Linked DNA regions of Mus musculus: region 2 is linked to region 1. The links are chromatin contacts, called in public HiChIP or PLAC-seq maps. All regions are on one chromosome and are shown on one strand. The core of a region is the stretch at or near the end of the contact, and the rest is flanking DNA. Distances in the headings are between cores, read along the strand shown.

Evidence for each region. HiChIP or PLAC-seq counts read pairs in DNA pulled down with a chosen protein or histone mark.
Region 2: a contact with region 1 is called in an H3K27ac HiChIP or PLAC-seq map of microglia, with 4 times the contacts expected there. The contact joins two enhancer-like sites. A contact is called at or near these places in 3 of 15 datasets of contacts at CTCF or cohesin (the NIH/3T3 cell line and pro-B cells), 20 of 484 Hi-C or Micro-C datasets (DN3 thymocytes, the N1E-115 cell line, the Patski cell line and 13 more), 9 of 115 datasets of contacts at active chromatin or transcription factors (bone marrow-derived dendritic cells, bone marrow-derived macrophages, embryonic basal ganglia and 5 more) and 3 of 9 other capture datasets (adipose tissue, liver and pancreatic islet).

Annotation. Positions count from the first base shown.
Region 1 is chr14:33,234,573-33,237,325 of GRCm38.p6, forward strand. The region is part of intron 2 of Arhgap22 (Rho GTPase activating protein 22); the gene reads left to right. Among named protein-coding and RNA genes, the nearest start is that of Gm41130, 4.0 kb to the left of the region's middle. Within about 2 kb of position 1,294, at least 23 of the 459 cell types and tissues checked have an H3K27ac peak or open chromatin away from gene starts, as enhancers often do. A contact at or near this core is called in adipose tissue, bone marrow-derived macrophages and microglia, where this site is marked.
Region 2 is chr14:33,309,377-33,312,210 of GRCm38.p6, forward strand. The region is part of intron 4 of Arhgap22 (Rho GTPase activating protein 22); the gene reads left to right. Among named protein-coding and RNA genes, the nearest start is that of Gm41130, 79 kb to the left of the region's middle. Within about 2 kb of position 1,510, at least 24 of the 459 cell types and tissues checked have an H3K27ac peak or open chromatin away from gene starts, as enhancers often do. A contact at or near this core is called in adipose tissue, bone marrow-derived macrophages and microglia, where this site is marked.

The sequences.
Region 1 (2,753 bases), core at 44-2,543:
AAACCCTGCTGCGGCGGTCCCTGGCCCCATCCTCAAGAGCTGGCTTGTTTGAAAGATGACAGCTGCCTTTTGCACATCTGTCTTGTGTTCTCAGATTCTCCAATATCCATGAGGTTTCTAACAATTCAGTTCTTGAGCTGAACTATCCAGGGTGAGCACATAGCCTGTGGGGCTGTAGACTAGACTCAGACTCACAGAACCACCCTGACTCCTGGGGTCCATCACGAGGTGCCTTGGTCACCTACGCTTCTGTCCTCTCAGCTCCTTATCCAAGGATTCCCTCCACCCCTCTCAGCTTCAATAACTCACTGGGACAACTCACAAAATTCAATAATTTGTTGATTTATTGTAAGAGGTACATCCCTGGACAACCCGATCGTAGAGACAATAGAGCAAGGGCTGTGGGGGAGGGGGAGGAGCTGCCACACCTCCTCGGGATATGCCAGGCACCCAGAACCAACCAAAATGCTCCCTGAAGGAACTTTCATTAAGGGATGCTATACTCACATCCTAGGTGCCTAGGTGTGACTGACCAGGTCAGACCACTCATCATGGTGGTTAAATTGAGCCCCTCCCCTCAACTAGTCACCTAGTTGGTTTATCTGGCAACCTGACCCCACTCTTCCAGAATCACTCCATTAACAGAAACTCCAGTGCCAGGCCACACAATCCTGATGACCTGAATTCGGTCCCCAAAACCCAAATAAAAGTGGATAGTGAGAACCAACTCCACAAACTTGTCTTCTGACCTCCACCTCCCATGTGTGCCTGTGCATATCACACACACACACACACACACACACACACACACACACACACACACACACACACAAGAATAAACAAAATAAAAAAGTGTTTAAAGACACAGGAGCCTTTGAGAAGCAAAAGACCACCCCCCACCCCCCATCATTCAGAAGCTTCCAATGAGAGCCACGCCAGGGATAAAGCATAAAGACTCATCTTGAGTGTCTCCTGTTAGAGCCCTCATTGCCTGGGAAGTGATGGGTGAGACTCCCTCACAACCCTGCTAGACGGTATTCAGAGCCTTATTTTAAAGAAGGAACAGGTAATGGACAAGGCCCAGCCATGCTCGACAGTGTCCAGCGGGCTTTGGATGTCAGTGCTGGCTCAAGATGAGTAACTGAGAGCTACTCACACGGCCCAACAGTAAAAAATAAATTTAAAACAATCTTGTTTTGCATGGAGAGAGAAAAGCCACCCTCACCACTAATAGTTTCAAGAAGTGGCATTCTGTGATCACTTTGACTTCCTCTGAGTAGTATGAGAGCTAATGAGTCCCAGGGGACATGCTGTGCTGGCTTCCTCTTCAGGGCCGTGCGCCTGTGGACACTGCTGACTTTTAGCCTGCTAACAGGAGCTTGGTGTTTGGGCCCACATTTTATAAGCATCCAGGAAACCCTCTTACTACCAAATCCTATGAAGGGCGAGAGGTGAAACCAGACTTGGACCCCAGAAACTGGTCTGAGATGCAAGATTGTACATCTAACTCATAATTATTATGATACAATATCTTTTCCTAAGGGATCCAGTGGGAGTCCTGGGCATACACATACACCCACTCAAATCTGCTGTTGGCCAGCCCTCTTTCTGCTGTGCAATGCCCCAGGTCTCTACGTCCCTTGCTGGGTGGGAGAGTAGCAGCCCCACCCTGAAGGACATCGGAGCATCCATCCAAAGATGGTGAGTGCAGAAGAGGAATGCCAATCTCATTGTCAGGGACCAAAAAGGGCCCAGGCAGTCTTCAGAGGTGATCAGACAATGTCACCTAGCGGGAGGTCCCTGGCTTAGGTCACTGAGACATAGTTTGTAAGTAGCCATCCGGGTCCAAAGGTTTTCGGTCTCTTGAAAATGAGGTTTCCTCTTGCCATCTATTGAAATTTGAACCACACATTAGCATCTCCAAAATGCACTGGAGGGCTCACTAGACCTAAAGTCCTTTTTCCATTTCTCAGTATGAGCATGTTGAATAAATCTTTCTCCACTTTTCATTTTAAAATTTTTAATAAAATAAAAATATAGGGCCTAGAGAGAGGCCTCATTAATTAAGAGCACTGGCTGCTCTTCTAGAGAACCAGGGTTCAATTCCTAGCACCCAGATGGCAGCTCACAAGTGTCTGTAACTTCAGTTCCAGGGAATCCAACAGACATACATGCAGGCAGAACACTAATGCACATAAAATAAAAAATGAATTGTTTAAAAATACACACACACATACATACATACATACATACATACATACATACATACATACATACATACATACATGGGGATGGTGTTTCTGGCCTGGGCCAAATTTTAAGGAAGCAGGGATGGTCTGCTGGCATTAAACTTTCAGACTTTCTGCTCCTTGCTCCTAAGGCACTCTGGGACCCCATGGCCTGAGCATGTTTCAGAGTTTATACCATAAACTATATCCCCACTGCCCCATCTTGCTTTAGATGGGTCTCTGATCACATCTTGCCTAAACCACTCCCACCCTCTGCTCACCATCCCTGCATGGTCAGTGGAGGCAGTTTGCCTGTGTGAGGGCCACGCTGGGATAGAAGCTGCAGCCTTGTTTGGAAGGATGAGGCCAGTGACGGAGCTGCTGACCCTCTCACTGAGGCGGTGGACGAAGTCTGGCGTTGCCATCCATACTCAGAGCAGATGCCGCCTGTGCTGGGCCGTAATTCCCATCTCCCCATGGCAGCTCCGGGACTCCGGCTTCCCTTTCCTTTCTGGGGTGTGTGGA
Region 2 (2,834 bases), core at 260-2,759, 75 kb after region 1:
CTGCAAGTCAAGGCTCATTGCCTGTGTCTGATTTTGGCCTGTAGACATATTTTATTTGGCTCATGAGATGTCTGTTTTGAAACAAAGGATTTCACCTATAGAAAAAAAATACTAGTAACTCAAACACTTTTAGTGGGAGCAGCATTGTTCTGGAGTGTTCCAGAAAGATAGCAGATTGAGACTTTCATCAACTTGGCATCCACCGTTCCTGCTGACTTTAGACAAATGGACATGGGGGCCACCGTGGCAGATGGAGGGGGTTGCTGTCCCAGGCAGATAGTGTCTCCCCCCACCCAGAATTCATGCCTGCTGGCACCTTGGTCTGACCTTATTTGGAAGTAGGGTGCTTACATATACAATTAGCTGAACTGAATTCAAGCTGGACAGACCCTAAATCCAGTGCCTGGAATCCTTGTGGGGAGGCAGGGGACACAGTGACAGAAAACCTTTTGGGAGTGGAGACAGAGACTGCAGCCTACTCCAAAAAATGCTAAGGAAGGAAGGAAGCCACAAGAGGCTGTAGGAGGCAAGGAAGGATGCTTCTCTAGAGACTCAGAGGCCGCAGGTCCTACCGACATCTTGCAGCTCTCTGCTCTTCAGATCTCTCACAGAGTCAGGAGTTTTAAGCCACACAGTGTGTGGGTACACATTATGGCAGCCCTCTGTACCACAGTGGACTTGAGAATGGCCCCTGCCCTCGACACTGCACTTTGCCGCAGACACCAGTTGTCTGACCTTGGAGCCCTCAGCACACGTTCAGGAACTGAAACTAAGAAGACAGAGCCCCTCTTCCTACTGTTCTCCCATAGTGGGATCTCAGTCTTCCCGGGCTCCTCTCTGCCCAGTGCTTCCTGCCATGCTACAACCATCACTCTACCTGCAGCATCACCCGGAGCCTCTGAGACCCGCCCTGAGATCCCAAGGCTTAGGGGAAGGGGTAGAGATGTAGGCATCTAAGAGGCTCATGGGAGGACCTGCTGCTTCTTAGCTGTGTACACCACTCAATGCCCTGAGCCTCCTTGTTAAGAGCTGCGGATGGAACACTGCCTAGCACAAAGCAGGTGCTTGGTGCATGGGAGAGCCTTCCTTAGTCTGCTTTGGAGGTGAAAGGAAAAGTAGGGGCTCAGGACCCCCAAGACCAAGTTCTCAGCACAAAGGAGATGCATGTGCCCCAGAGAGACAGAGAGCAGGGAGTAAGAGACATGGGCAGGAAACAAAGGAAGAGGGAGAAGAGGAAGGGGACAAGGGAGAAGGGAGAAGAGGTATTTTTGTCCCATCGTGGATAGGTACTGGATAGACAGGAGACAGACTTGACACATAGGAAAATGGCAGTTTATAAAGGTAAAAGGGAAACCCTGTGTTAGGATGAGGCATGCTAATTAGTTGAACCAAAGGAGGCTTCTGATTGCTGGACTTCAATACTTTGCTAGCTGGACTTTGGTAGTCAGCCTCAGGAGGAGGAAGTGTCCAAATAAGGGAATAGACCTTGGTAGCTAGCTTTAGGAATGTAATCTAACGGTTTTTAGCAAGGCAGAGGGAATCAGGGAAAAGAGCAAGGCCTGCCAGAAGCATGCTCGCCACGCTTGAGCTGGCTAGAGTCCCTTCCGGAGGTTGCTATAACTTAGTGTTGTACAGTGGGTAACAGTATTTACTTAGCTCTTGGTTCTGGAGTCTGGGAAGACTTTAGTTAGGGTTCTCTGGAGTAAAAGAATTTATAGAATGAATCTCTCTCTCTCTCTCTCTCTCTCTCTCTCTCTCTCTCTGTGTGTGTGTGTGTGTGTGTGTGTGTGTGTGTGTGTGTGTGTGTGTGTGTGTGTGTGACTTATGGGCTGTGGTACAGCTATGGCAACAGTGGCTGTCTGTGAAAGGAAAGTCCAAGAATCCAGTAGTCTCTCAGTTCACCAGACTGGATGTCTCAGTTCATCTTCAGTTTATGCTGGAATTCCAAAGAAGTAGGCTCTGATGCGAGTGAAGGGGTGGACTTGCTAGCAAGGCAAGAGCAAGCAGGCAAAGAATAAAAGCTTCCTTTTCCATGTCCTAACATAGGCTCCTAGCAGAAGGTGTGGTCCAGGTGAGAGGTGTATGTTTTCAGTTCAAAATATCCGGATTAAAGATGCGCCTTCCTATCTCAAAGATCCAGATTAGAAGCGGATCATCCTACTTCAAGTTATGCAAAGTCTCCCACAGGGAGGCCTACCACGTGAGGGTTTTAGTTAATTCCAGATGACGTCAGGTTGATGGCCCAGAACACTAGTTGACATTGACACATGACAGTGCATAACCGCCGTGCTCAGCCTCTGCTGAGGACCTCCCACAGCATCTTACGCAGCAGCCTACGTGGTAAAGGCATCTCGTGGTGAGACAGAGGGACTATGCTGGCTCTAGCCTATGTTGCTCTTCCATTTTATGTTTGTGTACATGTGTGTACTTGTGTGGCACGCATGGGTGGAGGTTGACATTGGATGTCTTCATTATTTGTTCTCTACCTTATTTATTTATTTATTTATTTATTTTTGATTCAGGCTCTTTCACTGTACCTGAAGCTCATAGATTCTGATAGATTTGCTGACCTGCAAGCCCCAAACCTTCTTGCCTCAATCTCCCCTTAGTGCTGGAATTAGAACTGTGCCTAGCTGATATGTGGGTTCTGGGGATCGAACTCAGGTCCTAGCCTTGCACAACAAGTACTTGATTGATTGAGCCTCTTCCTGGCCCTTCTTCCTGTTCTTATGAAGGCACTAATCCCACCCTGAGGTGCCACCCTCACAACCCCATCTAATTCTAATAGTCTCCCAAAGCTCCAGATGCATACAACATTCACATCTGGGGAATAC